Regions from separate parts of the Gossypium hirsutum genome. Here regions 2 and 3 are each linked to region 1. A link is a contact called in public Hi-C data. All regions are on one chromosome and are shown on one strand. Each heading gives the region's core, a stretch centred on a gene start, on an enhancer-like site or on the middle of the called end of the contact. The rest is flanking DNA. Distances are from core to core; before and after follow the strand shown. Region 1 holds the start of LOC107894485. Region 2 holds the start of LOC107916640 (probable beta-1,3-galactosyltransferase 2). Region 3 holds the start of LOC121212306 (probable protein phosphatase 2C 10).

What was found. A called contact is a pair of places that touch in the nucleus more often than the background predicts.
Region 2: a contact with region 1 is called in a Hi-C map of leaf, with 2.2 times the contacts expected there. The contact joins the promoter of LOC107916640 here to the promoter of LOC107894485 in region 1. A contact is called at or near these places in 2 of 34 Hi-C or Micro-C datasets (both in leaf).
Region 3: a contact with region 1 is called in a Hi-C map of leaf, with 3 times the contacts expected there. The contact joins the promoter of LOC121212306 here to the promoter of LOC107894485 in region 1. A contact is called at or near these places in 7 of 34 Hi-C or Micro-C datasets (callus, hypocotyl, leaf and 1 more).

Annotation. Positions count from the first base shown.
Region 1 is chrA13:56,109,445-56,113,224 of Gossypium_hirsutum_v2.1, reverse strand. It overlaps LOC107894485, which reads right to left and starts at 1,682. Exons shown (of 2, transcript XM_016819756.1): 1 at 1,582-1,682; 2 at 1,095-1,497. The coding sequence starts at 1,682. The coding sequence ends at 1,095. LOC107893584 (a long non-coding RNA gene) reads left to right here. Exons shown (of 2, transcript XR_001682880.2): 2 at 7-391.
Region 2 is chrA13:55,860,558-55,864,337 of Gossypium_hirsutum_v2.1, reverse strand. LOC107916640 (probable beta-1,3-galactosyltransferase 2) reads right to left here and starts at 1,641. Exons shown (of 11, transcript XM_016845955.2): 1 at 1,173-1,641; 2 at 567-663; 3 at 417-481; 4 at 121-332; 5 at 1. The coding sequence starts at 1,282.
Region 3 is chrA13:55,963,612-55,967,391 of Gossypium_hirsutum_v2.1, reverse strand. LOC121212306 (probable protein phosphatase 2C 10) reads left to right here and starts at 2,052. Exons shown (of 3, transcript XM_041084765.1): 1 at 2,052-2,145; 2 at 2,849-2,970; 3 at 3,057-3,197. The coding sequence starts at 2,052. The coding sequence ends at 3,197. It also overlaps the pseudogene LOC107893583.

The DNA of each region.
Region 1 (3,780 bases), core at 433-2,932:
TTGCAGGTACATTTGACGGCTTTTTATAGCCAGATTTACAGAGTAAATAAAAAATAAAATTACATTTTCTTGCTGTCAATCGCTGTAAATTCTGTTAGCTTCTCTCTCGTGCATTCCTTTGCTGTTTATTTTCCTTCTCGTAGGTTTCGTTGACGTGGAGGAACGGAGGTGCACGTGCGATGTAGCGAGGCCACTCATGAAGGCTGCGGCACGAGGCTACTGACTTAGGGTTTCATTTTCTGAAACTGAAGCTTGGATTATTTGGGCCATTGGGCTGTGTATTTTGTTGGGTTTAGGTTTTTTTAATTTGAGCCCGTTATTTTTGGTTGTTGGGCTATGTAAGAAATGGACATTGGATATTATTATTATTTATATTTTGATTTGTTTTTTAGTTTGTGTAAGCCCGGGCACAAATTGGGTCTTACAGCTACATAGAAGTGTGTAGAGCCTATATCAATCAATGCCAAATAAGATACATTAAATATTAAAAACGTACCCGTAATAACGTACGAAGCATCTTGGTCGTCATGATAACGAGCAGCATAAACCAAAGTAGGCTGCCTCGTCTCAGTCGATCCAGCACTTCTGCTTGGTGCTCTCTGTCCTCGGCCCATGCCGTTACCACCCCTGGCTTGACTCTGCCACAAGATAGCTGCTGAACTACTCTTAGCGGCTGTACAGTACTAGAACCCTGAGCTTGCATCTGATCAGTTCTCAGTGGACAGTCTTTAACACGATGCTTAGTTGAACTACATCTTAGACATGCCCAGTAGTTCTCCAACATTCGCCCGGATGGCATCTACCACAATGCCCAAACAATGCCACCCCAGTAGGTGCAATAAGAGGCCCAGCTCTTATTGGCCCATCAGATCTGGCCTTTTTTTTAGGCCTCAACCCAGAACTCGAAGGCTCTAAATCCCTCTTGTTCCTACCCCTCTCGCGATCTCTATTCTGGTGCTCTGCGCGTTTAACATCTTCAGCAATCTTGGCCTTCTTGACTAGAACAGCTAACTCATGCTCCCTCTACGGAGCTATCAGTATCCTCAGATTATCCCTAATACTGTCTTTAAAACGTACACATCTCTCGTACTCAGTCACCACAGGCCTCGCCCATAACGGCTCAATCTCAAGAATTCGGCCTCATACTCGACCACTGAACGGTCTCCTTGGGTGAGATTAAGGAACTCAAGCCTCCTGGCATCAATGTAGCTAGCTCCTATATACTTACTCTGAAACACAGTTTTAAAATAGTCCCAAGTCAATCGGTCGAGCTGAGTGCCCTCCTTAATCATCAGCCACCACTGATATGCTTCCTCGCGAAGCAGAGAAACAGTCCCTTTCAATTTCTGCTCAGGGGTAAAGTCCAGATCATCCATTATTCTATTCTTGGCCTCCATCCAGTACTTAGCCACGTTAGGGGCGACTCCAACGACAGTTCTGAATAACTCATCCCCATTGGACCGGAGTCGTTCTATAACTGACCTCCGGCTCCCAGCTCTAGTGTTGGGCCCAGCGACCCTCTCTAAAATCCTCAGCATAGCCTGGGACAATGCGTCATCCCTGGCTGTGTGATCATGAGACCTAGCCTCTAAAGCAGGTGAAACCAGCATCTCGCTCGTATCAAGATTCGACATGCTGCCACGACCTCTAGTACCCCATCCGTAGATACCTCGTGTGCTCATTGCACATTCCGGAATTTATCTGTATTAATAGTTTTATACATTAGTCAATAGTTCTAATATTTTATTAACAGATATTTTATACCGTACAGTATCAGAATGCTCAAAGTCGGTTATCGCGAGTAGTAGTCTCACTACAGTTTTCAGTTTACACTACCTAGAGTGTTTTTAGTGTGATATACTACCTGAAGTAGTTTCAATATATTCTAATAATACTTTCAGACATTCTAATTAGAGTTTCAGAAACTTACAAGATCGGCGCTGGAGACTCGGTGTACCACATACTTAATCAAAAATATTTCAAATTATTTCTTTAAAACCAAGTTTAAAACCCAAATCCATAGTCGAGTTTTGCAACTTGACTCTAATAGCACTTAATGTAACACCCCAAACCCGGCCTAGACGTAATGGCTGAATCTGGCGATATCACATGGAATGGAATATGTAGTCTAATTTATCGAGTGAAAACCCTTCCATTTTATTAGTCTTTAATTAACTCAGGAAAACGCATATTTGTTTTACGGTTCAAAACGTGATCTTTTTAGTGGAAGCTTGTGAACTTTTTATTTTAAAAAACCATTCATTTTAGGAAAACTTTAATTTCGAGAAAACGTCATGTGTTTGTAGTGATAAATCTGGAAACCAAAGTGTCATCCCATATCTAAACAAAAACCCGTAATGGCCATAATTACATCAAAATTTCCCAAATAAAAACTAAAACCATGATAAGCATAAAACTATAAATTTATTATGAGGCAGAAGTAGTGGTCACCTTTGAGTCCTCTGTTGCTCCAATCTTTCTAATCCTGGGGATTACCTGAACGGATCAAACAGAAAAAAGGTGAGTTTTCGTAAACTCAGTGTGTAATCCCCACAGAATATGTGCACATAGCATAATAACATAAATCAATCATGTATATACAGTTTGAGCCTGAGCCCATTACAGAATCAATGTGGGCCTTAGCCCTCTCAGATACAAAATCAAATATAACTTAGGGCCTTAGCCCAGCTCAGGTACAGAATGCAGATTAGAATATCAGAATCCTACCCACCAGCCTCTACACACCATCTCCATCCAGCCCTACACACCATGTGGGGATATAATCAACCCACCCATCCCTACACACCATACTGTATTGAATTAAGGCACATAAGTAGAATAGTGCAGCTGAGCTGCCAGGTAACAGGTTTAAAGCCTTTTAGACACTTCTTCCGAAATATCTTCAACCCCACCTCGATGCAATGCATCAGAAACATATGTCATGTTATAATGCAATTTAACAGATCATACAATCGGTCAAAAACAGATGCTAAGAGTACATGCTTAATACATACATCACATAGTCAGAGCACAGAATCAAGGGTCTAAGTAATTCTTGCCAACCCTACGATAGGTCACAGTCGACTTAGTCGACTCGTGAAACTTTATAGATTATTTTAGAAAAATGGGCTCCTATGCCCATGTGGCCTGACTGTGTGGGTCCATATGCTCGTGCGTCCCACACGACCCAATAGGTCGAGCTTGTGTATCGCACACCGCCCCACCAGCCTTCACATGGTCGTGTCATGCGCTTGTGTCTTGCGCACATGGCTTGGCTCATCGATTATATGCCCATGCATTGTCACATGGCCTACCACACAGGCGACCACACACCCGTGTGGCGTTGACAGATTTATTTTTTGGTTTTCGTCGCTTCTCATTTTCTGTGTTTTTGTGTATACACCTAGTTTTAAAATGATGCTAAAGCAACCACTAGCACTCTAAAACCTAAAAATCCATAATCCAAACCCAAATTTAGTGATACCAATGATACTTTAACGAAACTTATAACGAGGTATTCAATCATTTTCCAGAAAAACCTTACCTTCGAGCAAAAATGAGAATTCCACACTCTTAAAATGTCAATCGACAGTCTTCAGCCCTTTGATTAACCCCAAGACACTAAAGGAAACCCTTATTAGCACTTGACCACAAAGAAGTTAAGATTTAACAAAACCTAACTTACTGAAAGTGTGTCGTCATGATGCACAAGGGATCATAAAGTAAAGAAACAAAAGAATGAAAAGATAAGGGGAGAACAAAATTTTGACAATGGGTGAA
Region 2 (3,780 bases), core at 392-2,891, 250 kb after region 1:
CCTATTTTCCAAAACAGATTTGATTCAGCACCCGAATTCGCATTAGAATATCAGGAAAGGAGCAGTTGTGTGTTAAGGGAATGGGGGTATGGAAGGGTCAAAAAGAATCAATCCGACCACCTTGTGGCATCCATGTAGCACGAACTGAGTCTCTTCTTTTCCTGCTGCTGAAAGCCGTATTAATTCCGATAACCATCAGATACTTTCTCTTCCTAGATGATCCAACTCTACTCACATCTTCGGATAACGAAGAACCACCGTGTAAAGATTCTTGAGCCGCCCTTGCAGCAGCTAATTCCATCTCTAAGTTGGAAATAGTCTTATCCAATGTCCTACATCGAAAAATGACACAACCAGTTCATTGATCAGTCACTTAAAAATCAAATGAACCATAGTTAGACAAAAGCAATACTAACTGTATAGCATGGTGAGTCTTGAAAACCTCCCCAATGATGTCCTTTGATACATGCTTTTCTCCTTTCTGATACAAAGAAAGGAAACCAAACAGCTTAAAACCTACAAAACTTAACAAAAGGTTTATATGAATGCAAGTTAAAGAGACTCACAGCTTTTAGGTTACAACCCTCAGAAATGAGTTTTAATTTTTCAGCTTCTACGGCGGTTATCCGCATGATAGCTTTAGATTCAGGAACAGCCACCATCCTGTTACCAATTTTACACATTAACATAATGAAAACCCAAAATTTTACCTGTAATCCAAATTTGAACCAAAAATTTTTATATGTGCAAAAAAAGAAAGAAAACAAAAGCAGTAAAAATTTCAACTATAGTCAAGGTTCCCTATTGCAACTATTTAATTCTTCTGCACAACGTTTATCAAATGATGAAACATCAATGAGATAAAAGCATTAAAATTAGAACGCTTAATATATGAAAATTGACTTGTCAATTGAAACCAACCTTATCCCAAAGGTTAGATCCAATTTTGCATTAATAGGCACACCAAATAAATAAGACCCACTAATAATTAAAAAAAAGAAAAAAAAGAGAGAATTGAAACTCAACATGAACACAAGCTTGGACAAATAATTGTAAAAAGAAACATAACTCAAAAATCTATTAACAAAGCAAATTAACATGGTTTCACCATTGAAATAAGGGAAAGCCAAAAGTTTTAAACTTTCAAAAAAAAAGAATGTAAAGGGTATTACCTATTGGTGAAGAGAATTCCAGCACAGAAGCAGCTCAAACAAAGAAGAAAAGTCCATTTCTTTGAAACAAAACTCCTAGTAGACTGCTCTGTTTTGCTTTTAAAAGACATATTTTCGAAACTTCCCAACCTAAAATCCCCTCTATTTCTCCAACACTAGCAATCAAAGAAGCAAAAAACCCATATGGAAAAAAAAACAGAAGAAGCTTGAGCCGAATCAAACGACAGTTGCAAAAAATGAGCTCCAACTTTTTTTCAGAAGAAGAGAAAGAAACAGAAACAGAGAACTCTGTTTTATTATGAATTGCTATTTTTATTCCTTTCTTTTTTTTGTTGTTGGTTTGTTTCTGTGTATAGATTCTGTGTGTCAAAGCCTCAAAAAGAGAGGTCTAACATTGCTTGCAGGCAAGGGACGTTGAACACAAGTGAGAGACGACCCACTACTAACCGCTTCTCTCTTGCTTTCTTCTTATACAAATTTACCATTTCATCCCTTTTATTTATTTATTTATTTACATGTGATGATATGTATTTATGCTCGGCTAAGCATGGTCGGGTTGGATCTCACCGCGCTTCGATTTTACTTTTGTTTTATGTTGAAGTTTCATTCATTTTATTCTTGAAAAATATTTTATATTAAATTTACATTAAAAAAACATTTTTGAATTACTTAACTTAGAATTTGAGTGTCTGAAATTAAAAGAAATTTGGCTAATGTGACAGGTCGTAAATTAACTAGTTAATTGCAATTATTTTTTTAAGATTTTTTTTGGGTTAATATAAAACTTGAATATTTTATCAATAAAGGTATATTTCCAACTTTATTTACGTAAATATGCCACTTTTTTCATTATTTACTGAAATGGGCAAAAAATATTAAAACGTGCCCACGTAGGAGTATTTTAGGGGGAAAATTCAGCAAAACGCATCCTAAGGGAGCAATTTTGTCATGTCAGCACAAAACGCGCTGACGTGGATGTGTTTGCTAACATGACAAAATCGCTCCCTCAAGGATGTGTTTTAGCCCTTGTTTTTCTAGGGTTAGGGCTATTTGCATGTTTATTGCCTAGGGTTTGTGGGCTTAGGTTAGTGTTTTGTTAAAATAATTTAGGGTTTTATTTATTTAAAGTTTAAGAATTTTAAGAAATAAATTATGGTTTATAGTTTTAAAAAAATAATAATTAAATTAGGTTTTAGGGATTTTAAATAAATTAATTAAATTAGGGTTTAGAGTTTTTAAAAAAATTATTTAAATTAGGGTTTAGTTTTTTTTTAAATAATTTTTATATTTAGCTTTTAGGGTTTTTGTAAAAGGGTTTAGGTTAAGGGTTAAGAAAAAATTATATTGAAAAGAATGATTTTATTTTTTTCTACAATAGTTTCAAAAAATTTAATTTTGAGAAGACGGTTCTGAAAAGATAATGTCAAAAACGCTTCAAGCAGGATGGGCTGTCAACAAAATTACTAAAAAAAGCTTCCATGTGGACGCTGTTCTTCTACAGTAGTTCCTAAAAAAAATTGAGAAGACGGTTCTAAAAAAATAATGTCAAAATGCTTTAAGCAGAATGCACTATCAGCAAAATTACTGAAAAAAGCTCCTACATGGACGCTCTTTTTCTATAGTAGTTCCTAAAAAAATAATTTTTAGAAGACGATTCTAACAAAATAGTGTCAAAAACACTTCAAGCAAGATGCACTATCAGCAAAATTACTGAAAAAGCTTCCACGTGGACGCTCTTTTCTACAGTAATGCCTATTTGGCCTTAGGCTATAAATGAGTCAAATTTCAAACTCAAATTGCATAAGTTACAACAAAAAAAAATTAGAGAGGCTAAGCAAAATAGAAATTGAAGATGAGTGAACGTATTAGTGTTGTTATTTACTATGATGGTGAGGTCCGTGACATCAAGAACAGTGTTATTTTTTTATCGAATAACACAATGTGACTGGTTTTTAACCATAACATAGATTTGACAGAATTTCGTAAAAGATTTAGGTGTAAAATTTTTGGAACGAAGTCAATGAGAGTTTCATCTATTAAGTATCGATTTTGTGCTTCGATTGATCTCGTGACATATGACTCATTTGATATCAAAGGTGGTGTAACTTGGAGGCGATGGTGCAAACTCATCTCGTTAGTGGATCACCCTATCTTAAGTTATATGTACAATTTTTATTGCCAAATGAAGCATTTGCAACTTCAACATCTACTGCTGTTCAATAAGAATACATGACCTCTACCCGACACTCCGTCAGTGGTAGGCAGAACATGGAAGCGTCTGTGTTTGGTAGCAGTATGGAATACACAACTTCTATACGACACTCAGTTAGTGGATGGGACATACACCTCAGTAGGTTGATGTTTGATGGTAAAAATAGGTACTGGGGAATGACATCAACTTCTAGTAGTTGGCAATTCATATCTGATTAGGGACATTACGAAACGTCTACAAGAAGGGATGATGTACACCCTATGACGTCCATCGGCGAGGAGACCTCATACGTTGCAGATAATGGTGTGTTGGATGATGAGCCCGATGTTGATCCACCTCAAGAGCCTGACCCTGATAGTGTAGAAGTTGAATTATTTTCTAAACCGGAGCCTGTTC
Region 3 (3,780 bases), core at 803-3,302, 150 kb after region 1:
TAAAAACATTTTTTTTAATACTTCATTAATTTATGAAGGGCTTTGTGCAGCCCCATCAAAGTCAACAAAAACTGTGGCTGGATGAAATTTTTTTAAAATGTTTTAGTAATTAGATTTTTTTGTTTGGATAAATATTTTTTAAATTTAAGTTATTGAATTTTTATGAATTTAAAAATGCATATTATTATATTTTTAAAAAGTTATGATTATTTATCATAAAAAAATTAAAAGTAAATAAAAATAATTTTTGAAATTTTAATATTTATCTTATATCAATGAAATAAAATTATAAAAGAAATTTGAAAAACAAAGTGAAATTGAGGTATTAAAATCCCATGGCGAATTTTGAAATTATTTAAATTTTTTTTTACCTAAACAAGTAAATTCAGTTTTAAAATTCTAAAAACCTAGATACAAATTTGTAAAAATGCTTTGAAAGCCTAATTCAATTCTTATCAGCAATATTATTATCTAAATTTGAATTTGACTTAATTAAACTATGTGTCCACCATATATCTTTATTTAATAAGTATGAAAATATAGATTAAATAAAAAAAATCAGATATCCAAATTTAAAAGCCATTCATGCATATTTGACTTTCCATTATTTTAAATTCGCATCTGCTATCAAATAAAATAAAGCAAATCCGAATAATAGATATATGAAGTTTAACTCCAAATTCACTATGAATATAGTAAGTAGAATATTTATAAAAAAAAAACAAATTAGATATTCATAAAAATCTAAATCTGCACTATTTATTACAATGCGTATGAATACCTCTTTCTAAAAAGATTAATGCATATAAGATTATGGGATGAGATGATTGCAGAATGAATTTAAATTATATTAGAATATCACCTTTTTTTTTAATTTTTATTCAATATTTTTTTAAGTATTTTTTTAACTCATAGCATGCATTTTCCAACACTAATTAAATAAAATTATAAAATAATAATAACTGAGGTTTATAATTCATGACATTGGAGTTAGATTAGAGTTTACACTCTCTTTGGTTCAATATTATGCCAGTCATTACAATTCTATTCTGTGGACCCACCACAAAAAGTTGTTTGGTTCAATGGAATGCCCCCTATTACGGGCTTATGTACAGAAATTGTGTCATTTCTATTCCATCTCCTCCTCACTGATTATTGATTCGATGCTTGCCCTGTTTCCATTTTACCCTTTCTCACCTCAAAAATACTCTCCCTCACCCAGACAATCACTCCCTTGCTTCATTTGACTCTAAGCATACCACTCCTCCCCTTCATCAAGCATCCTTTAGGGAAACATTTTCTCCCTCTATTCCTTTCATTTTCCTCTATCATTTTTCCTACCCTTTTTCTTTCCACTTTACTCTTTTTCTGCTTTCATTTTCTTTCTCTTAGTAGAGTTGCCATAGCCAAGGTTTTCATTTTCTTTTGCTCTGTCAATTTTCTGGGTGTGTTTAGGTTTGATTTTGGACCAAGTTTTTGTAGGATTTTCAATCCATTGATCTTTGATTTCCATTTAGAGGTTAATTGGGTCATATCTTATCTTGGAGAAGGGCGTTCGTATTTAGGTTCTGGTAAGAGGAAAAGCCATGAGGGTATGATAAAGTTTGGTTTCAGCCTAGTAAAAGGGAAAGCTAATCATCCTATGGAGGATTATCATGTCGGTAAGTTCATGCAGATTCTATAGCATGAGTTAGGGCTTTTTTCTATCTACGATGGTCATTTGGTAGATATTATATCATCTTACCTAAAGAAGCACTTGTTTGCCAATATCCTAAAGAAGGTGGGATGTGCCATATCATTTTCGAATGGTTTGCTTTTATTATTTTTAAAACATCATATGCTTACATTTTCTCACTTATTATTGGAAGAGTTTTAGGTTGACCCCTTTAGACTTATGAGAAAACAGATCAGGCAATTCTTTCACAAAGCTCAGACTTGGTCGTGGTGGATCCACTGTTGTAACTACAACATTGATAAATGGAATAAAACTATGTGTGGAAAACGTAAGAGATTCACGTGTTGTTCTTTCTAGAGGGAGTCAAGCAATACAGATGACAACAGATCATGAACCCATCATTGAACAAGGCAACATTGAGAACATAGGTGGATTCGTCTCAAATATGTCACGTCTTCTATTGCTTCCAAGTTTTAGAAGTTAATTCTTTGAGCTTGTTCACATCTGCTCATATATGTTAATAACTCAATGAATTTTTTTGGTCATATTTGCTGAGTGTTTTTCAATGGTCTTGATCCTTCTAATACTTAATGCTTGTATTTAGTTCTTAGCCTCTTTGTAATCATAGAGAGAGATCATCTCTATCAACTTTTCTAACCTTGTAGTACCATAAAGTGTTTTGTCTTTCCTTTTTCACATATCAATCACTAGTGAAATTCTGCGCTCTATTTTATGTTTTTGTTCCTTGTTGTATAACAACTTAATGGTCTTTTAAGGCATGTCTTTGTGTTGGTTATAAAGTACAAATGCATTAGGCATGTTAAAGCTACTACAAATTTGAAATGTCATGTTCCATTGCATTCAGAATCTTGGTGTTGCCAACCAAAAAAGTAAATTTTCAGACCCCATTTTGTTATGTTTTATCATTTTAATTCTTGTTTGTTAGCCCTACATGGTGAAGATACAAAGAAAGAAATCAATGCTTGAAAACTTCAGGTTTCTACTATTGAGTGGTATTAAGGTCTTGGTTCTAATTTGGTTGATTTATATGCATCATATTCCTTGCGTAAAGTACGACCCTGCATTTCTAATTTGCTAATATAATGATATTGTTAATGTGTTGTTTGTGCAAGCTATTAGGAGATGTTCCTAAAGTTAATGGATAACTGGCAGTTTCACGTGCTTTCGATGACAAGAGCCTTAAATCGCATCTACGATCAGATCCCGACATTCAATGGACCAACATAGATAACAATACAGATATTTTAATTCTTGCAAGTGATGGCCTTTGGAAGGTAAAACACTTTACTTTAGTGTCTCGTTATTGAGCTAGAAATAGTTTTATATGATTTATTTTTCCTTTTGCATATGCTTAATCCAGGTGATGAGTAACCAAGAGACTATTGATATTGCAAAAAAGTTTAAAGACCCACAAAAGGCTTCGAAACAACTAATTGCAGAAGCGGTTAAAAGAGACAGTAAAGATGACATATCTTGTGTTGTCGTTATATTTGAAGGATAGAAATGTTTAGATGAGATTTGTAGTATATACCTAAAATAAGAGTTTGTTTACACAGGGTTAATTTGTGAATCAAACCAACATGAAAATACATACCAAGCACCATAGGGATTAAGGGTTGCACTTCATAAAAAGAACAAAATATAGGATTATCACCCCATGTAAATTTGTTTTTATCGATTAGGTTCAGATGTTGATATTGTTTGATTTCTTTATGAAGGTGATTAGGAATTGAATGTATATTGTTATGTGGTGTATAGATGAAGTTGGCTTTGATCGTGACTCGAGGAAATACTTAAGTTGAGAATCTTCTCCAAGTAAGCAAAATGAGATATTGATTGAGCTTTTCATAATGACTTTCTATTTTACTAGTATATTAGCTTTCTCCTTATTTGGTCTATTAGACCTTTGGTCAAGTCCTTCAATACTGAACTTGGTACCTTACATTAATCAAAGTTACATTTGGCAGCTGGTTGTGCTTATTGACATAATAAGGAAATGGTTTTTGTGTTGTTAATATTTGAGCATGTTACCTTTGGGGTGCATGCAAGATCATGGACTTCAATAGTTTTTCCATAACATTTTG